3 separate regions of the Rattus norvegicus genome follow, and all the other regions are linked to region 1. The links are chromatin contacts, called in public Hi-C maps. All regions are on one chromosome and are shown on one strand. The core of a region is the stretch at or near the end of the contact, and the rest is flanking DNA. Distances in the headings are between cores, read along the strand shown. Region 1 overlaps Ttc28 (tetratricopeptide repeat domain 28). Region 2 overlaps Chek2 (checkpoint kinase 2). Region 3 overlaps Ttc28 (tetratricopeptide repeat domain 28).

Evidence for each region. Hi-C and Micro-C count contacts between places; a contact is called where the count stands out from the background.
Region 2: a contact with region 1 is called in a Hi-C map of Schwann cells, with 5 times the contacts expected there. The contact joins two enhancer-like sites. A contact is called at or near these places in 10 of 12 Hi-C or Micro-C datasets (the A7r5 cell line, the Rat2 cell line, Schwann cells and 6 more) and 1 of 1 datasets of contacts at active chromatin or transcription factors (oligodendrocytes).
Region 3: a Hi-C map of Schwann cells shows a contact between it and region 1, with 5 times the contacts expected there. The contact joins two enhancer-like sites. A contact is called at or near these places in 8 of 12 Hi-C or Micro-C datasets (the Rat2 cell line, Schwann cells, frontal cortex and 5 more) and 1 of 1 datasets of contacts at active chromatin or transcription factors (oligodendrocytes).

What each region holds. Positions count from the first base shown.
Region 1 is chr12:51,022,718-51,026,965 of GRCr8, reverse strand. Ttc28 (tetratricopeptide repeat domain 28) reads left to right here. Exons shown (of 22, transcript XM_063271797.1): 13 at 3,078-3,222. It overlaps LOC134481214 (a long non-coding RNA gene), which reads right to left. Exons shown (of 6, transcript XR_010056621.1): 3 at 1,996-2,090. Among named protein-coding and RNA genes, the nearest start is that of Pitpnb, 67 kb to the right of the region's middle. Within about 2 kb of position 1,720, at least 10 of the 93 cell types and tissues checked have an H3K27ac peak or open chromatin away from gene starts, as enhancers often do. A contact at or near this core is called in Schwann cells, where this site is marked.
Region 2 is chr12:51,460,438-51,464,685 of GRCr8, reverse strand. Chek2 (checkpoint kinase 2) reads left to right here. Exons shown (of 15, transcript NM_053677.1): 7 at 1,480-1,533; 8 at 4,070-4,131. Among named protein-coding and RNA genes, the nearest start is that of Chek2, 18 kb to the left of the region's middle. Within about 2 kb of position 2,310, at least 50 of the 93 cell types and tissues checked have an H3K27ac peak or open chromatin away from gene starts, as enhancers often do. A contact at or near this core is called in Schwann cells, where this site is marked.
Region 3 is chr12:51,315,559-51,319,806 of GRCr8, reverse strand. The region is part of intron 1 of Ttc28 (tetratricopeptide repeat domain 28); the gene reads left to right. Among named protein-coding and RNA genes, the nearest start is that of Ttc28, 130 kb to the left of the region's middle. Within about 2 kb of position 1,911, at least 64 of the 93 cell types and tissues checked have an H3K27ac peak or open chromatin away from gene starts, as enhancers often do. A contact at or near this core is called in Schwann cells, where this site is marked.

The DNA.
Region 1 (4,248 bases), core at 471-2,970:
GGGTAGCCTTGCTTGGCAGCCCTATGTGTGGGCACTGTGTACCTTGTCTGCAGCAGCCTGGTTTCCTGTCATTGTTATCAGGCTGGCAGCAGTGTTTGCCTTCCCAGGCCCCAGCAACTTAGAGAAAGAAGCCGAATGCTTGAGGGCCAGGCTGGTCTTTCCTCCCTCCTGCCCTTGGGGGTGTCCCTCTGCATTGTAAGGACACAGCCAGATGCAAGGAGGTGTGAGATCAGGCTGGGCATCTTCTCCACCCGTGTGGCAAGGAATATGATTTTGATTTGTGATCAAGTGCGGCAAGCCCAGAACCAGATTCAGGCCTTCACAGGGTTGTAGTTAACACCGAGTAGACACCTTCCCCAGTCCTAGCACTGCACAGACTCCCCCGTCCCCTCAGCATGGCAACTAAGGACCTACTTTGCAAATACCAGCTGCCTTCCTGGTATGCCAACAGCATCTCGTAGCTGGTGGACTCTTGTCAGGCAAGAGCGAGGCTGAGTGTGGAAACAAGAGGGTCTCTTCACTACTTAATTCACTTTCTTGCCTACAATAAACTAATCCCTCAAAAGTGTATAGAAGGTTGGGAGGTGAGATCAGACTGAAGTGGTAGCCCCTGGAGTGCCATGACCCTGGTATGGCGATACCCAGCTGCAGTAGATGACAGCGAGTACTGGAAGCCTAGCTCTGGTCTCCACAGCCCATGCCTAGTAACTCCAGTCCCAGCCGGATATGCTAGTGCAGTAGGTCTCGACCTCTTCGGAGGTCAAATGACCCTCTCACAGGGGTCACCAAAGATCATCAGAAAACACAAGATTTTTACATCAAGATCCATAGCATTAGCAAAATTGCAGTTATGAGGTAACAACGAAAAAAATTTATGGTTGGGAGTCACAACATGAGGGACTGTGTTGAAGGGTTGTGGCATAAGGAAGGCTGACAGCCAGCGTGCAGGGGACCCCTCTGGCTGCCCCCACCCCATGCCTCAGCACTCATTCACAGGGAGCAGCGATGTGGTGTAATCCTGGAAGCTGGCCTCTCCAGGTGGCTGGTGCTCCGTGAGACATCTTGGGCCTCTCAACAGAGTGGTGGCAAGATCGAGTTCATCCCTCACCTGCACCCTGAGGCAAGAGGGTGGTCTCCAGACCTCTACTCAACCACCTTACCCCGTTCCAGGATGCTAAGTCAGAAGGTCTCAGCGTCACCCACTGTCCGTCCCCTCTGTAGGGCCCAGAGATCTTCGCCTGGCACTGGAACACAGCCAAGCATGGCGCACGTGCGCTCGCGCTCGCTCGCTCGCTCTCTCTCTCTCTCTCTCTCTCTCTCTCTCTCTCTCTCTCTCCCCCTCCCTCCCTCCCTCCCTCCCCCCCCTTCCTAGGCTACCCTAGCTGAGCACTCTCTTCCTCGCAGATTCCCTGGTGCTTTGGGTAGTGAGGTCACTGCCTGCTCCCTTGCATTTGTCCCTGTGGGTCCGTGTGCTCGCTCCCCCATCCTCTGGGCTACACACCTCTAGAGTCCGAATCTGGTCCAGGATTTCTTTCTCCACCCCCAAGATGCTGGTTACCTTGCATCACACACTTCTATGTGTCTGACTCTGACTCACTTAACTGACCGGTGGGGTAAGGGACATAAGGGTTCTTTGGTCAAGCACCACCCCAGCAAAGAGAAGGCATCCATGATGCTCACTTAGCCCCAGTGGAGCAGGGAATGGATGGCAAGGCAGTGATCTACCGCCACCTGCTGGATCTCCGTGGTAGTGCAAGTCCAGAGCCGTGGCATACAAAGCTTGACCCCAGCCCTGCCTGTGAAATTCTGTGCGTCACAGGCCCAGGGCAGTTGCAGAGATGAAAGAAGGGACTGGGCCCCTGAGGGCTTCCTCGGGGAGCCAGCCTGCTCCCAGGCTGATGGGAAGCGGGAACTGAGCCAAGCTCTCTTGTGCAGCCAGAAGTGAGCTGCGCACTGCTGAAAGCATCTCTTCAGAGAACAGTTTGCACATCTCACCTTCAGGGGAGAGCTGTCCTTGGATGTGGAGTGTCTCTCCAGGGTCTTCTGCACATCACTGGCTCTGACAGCAAAGCTGTAGCACACCCTGGCACCTGTAATTATATTTCCCGAGTAGAGGGGAGCAGCTGCTGAGGCCCCTGCACCCCAGGAGCTGGAACAATGCTTCCGTGCCCCCTGGAAATAGGTGGGGCTGGGAAGACCTGGGTGAGAAAGGCACACGGGGGTGGGGGGGGATTGGGGGGGGTCTTGGAACCCCAGCTGTCACAAACGAGCAGGCAGAGCACTTGCCACAGCCGGCTGCTCCATCCAGCACCTAGCACAGTCCCTGCCAGTATAGGTCCTGTGGCATACAGTGGAATTCACTGCTAACACTGGGCAGTCTCACAGAGAGCGCTACCAGCTGGCCATGTTGAGGCCTCAAATCAGGCTGCCAGGCAGACAGGCAGAGTCTGCCACCTCCTCCCTATTTACCTGCAACCTTAGTGCTCATCCAGGGCCCGGAGGCCATGACTGTGCCTAGCAGCCAGCTAGTGCTTAGACACATTTTCTGCATTCGTCAGCATGTGTCCTTGTCACCCTTTGAGTGTGTGACTCAGGGGTCCTGGGGATGAAGATGCCTCTGTGTTAGTGAAACTGCCCCAAATAGCTGCAGAGTGTTTCCTCTACAAGCACTTTCCAATCTCTCAAGGGACCCCTGTGAAATGGAGGGGCCACCGCCAGGGTCTGGCTGGGTTTGGCCTGCCGATCACTGTCTTAGAAGGCGAGTTCACTGCTACTGGATGTCATCTTCCTTGTCAGCCTGGCATCTGCACTGGCCCTTCCTAATCCTTGTCCTTGACAGAGCACAATTGCTCCGTGCAGGACCAGCACTTCACAATGTCCGATTATGTAGCTGACACCGCAGATTCATGCGTGCTGTTATGTACAGAACTCACATGTTGTATGACAGCCCCCACCCCCACACCCCTGCAAGGGACAAGCATGAGCTGCAGTTGGCAGTCATGCTGTGAGGCCCTGCAGGCAACCAGAACGATGGCTGATGGGTGAGCCTGATTCCGACCCTGGTCCTGTCTCCACAGGAGCTGCCAGAGCATGACAAGCTTGTTCAGTGGTACGGTATCACCCAGCAAGGACGGGACCTCCTCCCTGCCCAGGAGGCAGAACTCACTGGCCAAGCCCCCACTCCGTGCCCTGTACGATCTGCTCATCGCGCCCATGGAAGGGGTAAGTGGTTCCTGGGACGGGAGGTTCCTTGATATCAGAATACACCGTTTTCTGGCCAGTGCCCGCACACACCCACCTAGAGCACTCTGTGGACACGCATTCTCCACTGGCTGCTGGTAGTCACGTTGGTGGGTCTGAGCGTGTGCTTCACTCTGCTCTACACACATTCAGGCCATGAGGCTCAGGGAAGCCCCCTGTTGGTGCTAGGAGTGAATGCCAGCCACACCTACCTAATCCTAGATGTTTATCCCGATGACCCAGGCCATCCCCCTTGCTCTTTGCCTGGGTCTCAAACACAGAACCAGTGTCCAGTGCTGTAGACACCGACTACAGCCCACCCTGCTCTCTGGCTGCCACGTCCCTGCTTAATTTAATGCGGGGACCTTGGTGGATCTGAACGTTCAGGGGCCTGTTTCAGGCAGGACCGTCGCAGGCAGTTATTCTGTCTATAGAGGCGGGAGCATCCCTCAGCAACTCACAGTTCTCGTATGATTTCCCCATCCCCTGAATGGGTACCTCAGCTGGCCTTACAGTTGTGGGTGACTGTTCTGCCTGCTGGCACCCTTTCCTGACAAGTAACCCTGGCCACCCTTCCTGATGCCTTTCCTCTGTAGGACATGAGGACCATCTGGAGGACATGTCTGGTTAGCACAGGGATAAAGGTCAGGGTGCAGAACACATCGGGGCTGCAGGCAGGGGGAACTGCGGTGTCCAGCCTCCTGCCCCCACCACTCCTCTGCATTCCTGTCTGTGCTCCCCACTCCCCATCCTTCACTTGCTTGAGCCCTCTCCATCCTTTGCTCCTAGCCAATTGTATTTCTGCTCTACCAATGCTGAGGAAGACTACTGCGACTACCGCAACTATGGTCTCTGCTTGCCCGGCTCCACCCCTGCCCAGCTCAGCAAGGCCTCCATCCCGAAACCCTGTCCTCTGGTCTCTGCCATCCACACAGCAACACGGTGTCTCAGGACTTGGCTCTTGGCTATTTCTCACTCCCCAGTCAGGGCCAGGACCACCCCTCGGCT
Region 2 (4,248 bases), core at 1,061-3,560, 440 kb before region 1:
CCCTACGCCCTGCTGACCCCGTCTGCTCTGTAAGGTCTTGTGTGTTTTCCAAAGAGTCAGCCAGTTGCATTTGAGGCACTTTGCCTGATACGATCCGGTTCTGGATAATATCAGACAGATTTAAACAGATTCTCAAAGACATCACTAGGAAGGAATGCCCGCCCTCCACTTCATCATAATTTATGCAGATAATTCTTTGCTCTTTCGGGTGTTGGCTAGGAGTTAGTTAGCTATAGAAACACACTTTTATAAAACCCAGGGACTCAGGAATACCAGACAAGTACTCTACCACCGAGGTGACATTTCTTTTCTTTTTTTTTTTCTTTTTTCGGAGCTGGGGACCGAACCCAGAGCCTTGCGCTTCCTAGGCAAGTGCTCTACCACTGAGCTAAATCCCCAACCCTGAGGTGACATTTCTTTTTTTTTTTTTTTTTTTTTTTTGGTTCTTTTTTTCGGAGCTGGGGACTGAACCCAGGGCCTTGCGCTTCCTAGGTAAGCGCTCTACCACTGCGCTAAATCCCCAGCCCCATGAGGTGACATTTCTAATGATCAGTTGCATTTTTTTTTAGAATGTAAATTATCTTTATATAGCAACTATTTATCACTTTTTCTGTAATTCACATTTACCGAATGAGTGAAGTAGCCAACTGTATTGTCTGTGTCGTGTCCGTTCACCACCCCACCACCCCCCGACCCCCCATATAACCCGGCAAAGAAACATCAAAGCAGGGCCCAGGCATTTCTTCCTTTCCAGCCAGCTGTTTCTGGCTTTAACATTCTTCAGATTGTTTTTCCCAAGATAATTCTATTCTTACATGGCAGGGGGAATTTCCGGTCTGTGTTCAATTGGCTATAGATTTCTGACCTCATGATTCTGGATTTGCTTCCCATTTAGGGGAGGAAAAGGCTGTCTCCTAGGTTGTTGAAAACTTAAGAACCAATCTTTACTTAACTGAATCTTCCATTCACTGGACTCTGTATGACCTCTCCATTAACAGAACCTCCTCACCCCCACCCCAGCCCCTGAAATGTAATGAGTGTGAAAGTGCAAAGAAAATGTCTGGATTTAAACATTTTTAACCTGGGGGTGGGGGATGGAGAGATAGTTCAGTGGTTAAGGGCATTTATTTGCTGGTCCTTTAGATGACCCGTGTCCAGTTCTTTGCTGCGATGGTGGCTCACAGCAGTGTGTGATCCCAGTTCCAGGGGATCGGACACCCTCACACAGACATGCATCCAGTCGAAACACCAACGTACATAAAGTAAAAGTGAAAAAAAAAAAACTAAAAAAAAAATTTAAATCTGGATTTCTTAGCTGAAGCCCATTTTACGCAAATGGAGTCTTGTGTCCTCTGGGAGAGCTGGGCCTGGCTTGTAACTGAGGCATCCTAAATGAAATTTAACTATAAATATATTTTTAAATACTGGCCATTATGATTATTATTACTAATGAACTCAATGCTATCCTGTTTATTTAAGGACACAGCTCCCAGTGTGGAAACTGAAATAGAAATTTTGAAGAAGCTGAATCATGTAAGTATCACTGTCAGTTGTGTTGCCATAGGAGGCTACTTGGGGCTCCTCTGTGTGTTTGTGAGAACACATATGGCTTATTTACCTCGGACGAGTTTTACTTCCAAGTTTTAAGAATACAACCCTGTGTGAAGGGCTCCGTGATTCATGATTCAATACTCGATATTTTTATTGAGGTCTGGACGAAAACCTTAAAAAGATTAGTAATATTTGCAAAGAAAATGAAAGTTTTAGTGAGGTTAATTATATCTGAATTTGGGTCCTTTTAAATATCTTTTATTTGGATCCTTTTAAATAATTATTATTTGGAGTAATCCAGTTAAACCCATGGTGTCTGACAGGTAGGAAGAATCCCGTTGTTATGTCTGATGCATAGGTGTTGAATATACGTGGTCCTTACCTGTTTTGTCTTTTTTTTTTTTTTTTTTTTTTTTCCCCGGAGCTGGGGACCGAACCCAGGGCCTTGCGCTTGCTACCTTACCTGTTTTGTAAGGATGACTTTATATCTGTGGAAGACATAGGGCTGTAGCCTACAGGTCTGACTGATATTGGCTTCTTTTTGCGGGTTCTCCCAGTCTCTTCACTAGTTTATGAGAACCCATAATGCAAGCTCAGTAGGTGTTAGTGTTAAACTTGACCCACATCTTGCTAGAGTAACTGAAGATTTCCTCTTCTCCTAACCTCCGGTCAGAATTTCTTTTCTGTCTTCCACCTCCTCACAACTCTCCAAGAATTTGAAGGTTTATTTATTCTAGATCACTGTGTTCGATACAATGTCTCCACAGCCTGCTTACAATTCTGGATCCTCTAACCTCCGCACTCCAGCGGCCAGCCTTCCTGCTTGCCTGTCTTGTACTTTGAGAGCAGCTTCTTCTCTTTCCTCTCCTTTCCTTCCCTGCTCTCCCTTTGCTTCCATTTTCCTTCTGCCTTTTCTCCCCCTCCCTAATCCCTTTTCTTCCTTTTCTTTTTGTTGTTAGGAGACAGTCCTGCCTTGTTACCCTGGCAAGTCTGGGAATACTGGACTCACATGACCCTCTGTCTCCGCCTCTTTGAGTGGAGTTTGTTTTTGTTCTTTTCCACAGGAACTGGCTGAATTGGCCAGGCTAGGCCCGGATTCCTGGCTCAAGCAATCTTCCTGCCGCAGCCTGCTTTGCCTAGTTTTGTCTTATTTTTTAAAACACATTCACTGTTGGCAGAGTGACTCAGAGGGTAAAGAAGGAACGTGCTGTGAAGCCTGGCCATCTGAGTTTGATCCCTAGGACTCTCATGGAGGAAGGAGAGAACCAGGAGAACCAGTTCCCACAAGTTTTTCTCTGACCTCCACACATGCTTGGTGGCATGCACAGAGACAGACAGACAGACGACAGACAGACAGACACAACACACCACACACACACACACACTCTCTCTCTCTCTCTCACTTAAACAAAGGACATCTTCCTAAATGTTTTCCTGGTTAACTTTGATATTAATTAAGACAGACGTCTCAGCAGCACTGAGCCCTGTTTCCATGTCTACGTTGGGAAGCTGTGGGTGTTCACTGTGGGACTTTTCACTGCAGGAGGAAGGGTGTATGCAGCAACAGTTGCAGTGAACCATGAAGAGTGCTGGGATGAGTCTCACTTCTTACAGTGTCAAACCTGAAAGGATTCCTGGCTCTCTGTCTGAGTCTCTCGTGATCACTTCTTTGTGCTGGCTTCTGTCTTCCTGAAACTCAGCCTGTTTCTTACCTGCCCTGAGCTTTGCTGTCAGTTTTAAACACAGGTAGCTTTCTGAGTGGAAACTGTAATGCTGAGTCTGCCTTCTAGAGAATCTAAACCTGCTTCTCCCCGCCTGCAGTGCTGTGTCCCCAGCACAGATGATAAACTGTTATCCATGCTTCAAAGGTCTTATACAATGAGAGGATTTATCATACAGGTTCCATTCTCCGTGACTCTGGTGCTGGAGCGCAAGAATCTGTTATCTGGGAGTATAATTGGGATTCCTCCTTAGCCTTCTCTGTTATTGAGACAGGGTCTCCTGTTGCCCAGGCTAGCCTTGAACTTGCTTTATAGCCGAGGCTGGCCTTGAATCTTTGATTTTTCCTCCCCCCACACCCCCAAGTGCTGGGATTACATAATAGTTTCATGGTCTCTGATCTTGTGTCCTGCTGAGAAGAAGGACTTTTGCTCCTGTGCTGGGACTGAATCTAGATCTCAGGTCTGCTGAGAAAATACCGTACCCCCTCCCCGGAGTATCCAGCTCCCGCTTCTTTTCATGCCTCTTGTCAGGTTCCTGTTTTGACGAATGAGGAGACGTCTGGGAAAACCTGCTAAACAGATTTGAACTATTCCTTGCTGACACTGTACGATGTGTTTCTTGTGTGAGTTCTCAGTGAGCAGTCAGCTACATTCCATTCCGCCTTCTCCTGTACTTGGAACCCACCCCCCCCAAACAAGGACCCAGTGCCTGCTCTTCATCCTCCTGATGCCTCAGGTTCTGTGTCTTAAGGTTTCCTTTCTGGAGTTTATCCTTTCTCCTTTCTTCTCTCCTGTAGCCGTGCATCATCAAGATTAAAGATGTCTTTGATGTGGAAGATTATTACATTGTTCTGGAACTGTAAGTAGTATCATTTAAATTTATGTTTCCAAGTCTTATAAGCCAGTAAAGAATCGAATGCAGGTTAGCCAGGAGGTGGTGGCGCACCCCTTTAATCCCAGCACTCAGGAGGCCGAG
Region 3 (4,248 bases), core at 662-3,161, 290 kb before region 1:
GGCAGGGCTATGAGGCATGTAGCTGTGGGGTTCAGTGTGTCATGACCCAGGCTCGGGAGTCAGGTCCTGTAGGTCTGACTTCCAGTCCTCAAGCTCTGTGTGTGTTTCAGTTGAGCAGCTAACCTCGTGTGAAAGGTGGAGTGAGAGAGATCTGTGTGGCCACTGATGTCGACTCTCAATTGTTTTGTGTGTTTCAGTGAGTGACACCCGTGCCTGCATCAGATTTCCTGCATAAGCTAGTTCTGATAGTGCATAGGAATGTTGGATGCAGTTAATAGTGTGTGCACCTCTAGTGCCAGTTATATCAGCATCTCCCGAAATAGCCTTAGGGTGGAATGGCAGGTGATAGGTATGTTGGATAATAAATGATAATAGTATTATATAGTATTTTGTACTCATAGATCAATCATCTATAAGATGGAATTATTACACAAAGAGGAATAAAACAGTCCATCTATATCTGTTTATCATCTCATCTATTTATCTATCTATCTATCTATCTATCATCTATCTGCCATCTATCTATCTATCTATCTATCTATCTATCTATCTATCTATCCATCCATCCATCCATCCATCCATCCGTCCATCTATTTGGCTTTTCAAGATAGGTTTTTTTGAGACAGGGTTTCTCTATGTAGCCCTGGCTATCCTGGAACTCACTCTGTAGCCCTGGCTGGCCTTAAACTCTGACATCCTTCTGCTTCTGCCTCCCTCGTGCTGGGGATTAAAGGCGTGTGCCACTAATGCCAGGCTGCAGTATTTTATAGTAGTACAATTAATGCTACTCAGTCTGTCAGCAGGCTGAAGTGGAAGGATGGATGGATTGACATCACAAGTTACCTATATAGTGAGACTCTGTTAATCTTTAAAAGCAATTTAATTTAGAGAAGGAATAAAATCTATATTTAAGTTTATTTGTGGTAAAGTTTCTGATTAATTTTTCTTGTTCGAGATCTCAAATCTTTTCTTTAAATCAGAATTTTTATAGCTTTTTAAAAAATCATTTATTATTTATTTTATTTACGTTTTAAGTGCATTTGCTTGTATGAGTTTAGGTGCACAGTCATATGCAGGAGTCAGTGGAGGTCAGATCCCCAGGAAGTGGCGTGGCCTCTGGGAACAGGTCCTCTGTACAGTTAGCCCCGCCGCCATCTCTCCAGCCCCTCTGTGCAAGTTTGATTTGGACTCTTGCCCCTTTTATTTCTCCGTGTAGCTCACCCAAATATAAGAATTCTTGAGAGGTTTCCGAGCCGGCCTGTGGACGCCTATGGAACTGTAGCTTCACTTTTTTGCTGTGTGGTAGATGTCGTGGCACTAAGACCCAGAAACTCTGTGCTCTGTGTGGCTGGAACTGGGCTGGCTGTGCTCACACCGAAGGGAAGGAAGTCATTAGTGCAGACTGAGCCGTGGAGTTAGGGTCTTGCAGGATTTCCTTCCAGCCTTTCCCCACGTAGGTTCTAAACACACAAACCAAGTTTTCCTACTGACTGTGTTCAGGGAAGGTGGACATTTCGGATGGGCAGATCCGATCCCAAGTTGTCTAAGAAGCAGAAAACTGCGCAAAGAAGCTCTGATTACAGATCTTTGGAATTTTCTTTGCTAAATTTTTACAAACGAGAAATACACCCAGAATTTTGGGAATTGCTCCAGGCTGCGTGTGAGGGTTTGATTGCTTGTCTAATCTTTTTCTTTTTTTGAGAAGAGGAGAATTCGCCAAGAGGGGCTTGGATGGCAGGAGCCCGGCCAGGTTTCTGTGGTAGCTTCTGCTGTTGGTCTCTGCTCTGAGGGGTCTGCGGCCCATCGGAGAGCTCCTTCCTGGAGCCTTTTCGCAGGCGCGGGTCAGGGAACATGCCCCGTTCCGGCCCGGGCGCGCCGTTGGCCGCCGGGACGTCCTAGCCCCGAGGGAGAGTGAGTGTGGTGGCCGCGGTACTTCGCGCTGAACCGAAGACGAAGACTGTCCGTCCTATCCTATCCGGGAAAGAACGAGGGGGTTCAAGGAGGCAGCATGACTTGCAGTCGCCGCCGCCCTGCGTCTGCCCCCAGTCCCCAGCCCACCTCTTGATGCGTCCCGGGTCGGCTGTACAAATATGATGAAATGGCAGCCCCGGAAGAAGGTGAGTGCGCCGACGGCAGCGGTGGGGCTGGCGGGGAGGGGGCCCCGTGGGACCCCGAGGCCATCTGGGTCCGTGCGCCCACCGCCCGCCAAGTTCTCGCCTCCGGGGGCGCGAGGCCCGGCGGGGTGACAGCTGAGCCTCAGCCCCGCGTGCTGGCCCGGAGCAGCGGCTCGCCCGCCCCGCTAGGCCCGCAGGTGGGCGTCGGAGCGCCCCCTGCCCCTCGGGGACCGGCGTCCGGGCCGCTGGCAGCCGCTTCCCCTGGGCCCCGCTGGGGGGCGGGCAGCCCCGGAGCGAGCGCGGAGCAGCTCCCCGCGACCGCCCGGCCTCTGGCGCCAGGGCTGCGGCGGGGCGGCTGCGGGGACCCGCGGCCGCGTGGGCGAGTGCGGGCGCGCCGGCCATTGTGCGCCGCGTGGTGTGTGCATCGATCGTGGGCAAGGGGGAGGGGGTACTTTGCTTTTTGCAAGATTATTTCCTAATATGGCTCCTTTGTTGAGAACCGGAGGAAAAAACATCTAGTGGTTCTATCAAAATAAATTGCTATTGGTCCCCGAAATAACGTTTCTAAATGTGGGACCGGTCCCTTCCTTGGGACACAGAGGGAGAAAGACAGCTTTCTTCAAGTTCTTGGCAGCTGTGTGTTTGGCCAGGGTTCCCCTTTGCAAACTTGCCTGACTGCCACTCTTAGGTTAACACAGCGGTTTACAGCATAGCGGGACTTTCCCTTCAATACCTCATTTGGCCATGGTTTTTATTGACATTCTTCCGAAGGAAAACACAGCGAACTGAATGTGCCGTGCCCCTCCCCAGCCGTGACCTGTCTCTGCTAGCAGCTGTCTGGTGTTTCACTCAAGTAGCTAAACTGGTTCTTTCTTTGTGCCATGATGTGTGATGTCGAGTTTGACATCAGAGCTGAAATAGAAATCATGTGTGAAGTACTGAGACGACACGGCGCTGGTTTGACTGCCAGGGAGCCGAGCAGACCGGGCTTCATTATGGCCCCACGAATGCAAAGGTTTTCTTTGGTATCCAATTGATTCGATTTTATCCAGTGGCAGTTGTTTCTACCTCAGCCCAAAGGCAAAATCACTCACATATTTGTTAGGTTCTTATCAAAGGGCTCCGTTCAACTAGATTGGTATAAGAGGTTTGTGAACTCCCCACCCCCACCCCCATGAGAACACACGAAAACCCCATATAATCAAACATCTTAAACAGATGCTGCATAGTCCTAGAATCTTCTACGTTTGTGTAATCTCCGTGAGTAGTTTAGAGATCTCTACAAACTGTACATCACAAATGCCTGCTTTTCCTATTTTACCCAACATGTAGTAACTCATATGGTTATGTCACTGAAAACCCCTCTGGGTACCGGTATTGCCTGAACCAAGGAAGTATTATTCTTGGCAGCTAGGTGGATTTCTGGACTCTGGAAGATTCTGTTTCAAGTGTTAGGATTCACTGCGGTATTTACTCACTGCGATGCTTAGATGGCTATACCAGAGACTCTGTTTATTTTCTGTATTCAGTCACAAGGCATCATGGTGTAAGGATTCAGATATCAATCTGGAGAGCTCATAGAAGCCGAGCTGTCCGAGTCTGTGTCGTTATTCGTTGGTGCTTGAGAGCAATTCTTGTACACTGAAAGTGAAAGCTACCTTGGGAAAGATGCTATTCAACTCCAGTAGGCACCACCAACCCTTTAGCAGACTCTGAATTTTCTCAGTCCTGCCAGAATACTCAAGTGATCATACCATTGCCATGGTTTCTGCCTGCCTCTGTTAACACATTTGTAGTGGTACAGCTACATGTCAGGTGTTTTACCAAATTGATCCATAAAGAATATCCACACCCCACTTGAAGAGTGGTAGCATACTGTGACCTGAACAGAGCTAGGGAGAGCACCCACAGATTTGTACTGCCAGCCACCTTCCCATCTAACCGCTAAGGCTGATTGGTGGTTTGGTATCTTGCAGTCTTGTCCGTCACTACTAGTTTGGGCTTTTTTGAATTCTGGGTTTCTAGGTTCACTATCATTTCTGGATTTCTTTGTTTCTAGCTGAATGTGGAGCTGAGGGTTCATTGACTGAAGGGGAATTCTTCCCACTATTAATTTGATGGATTAAACACCAAG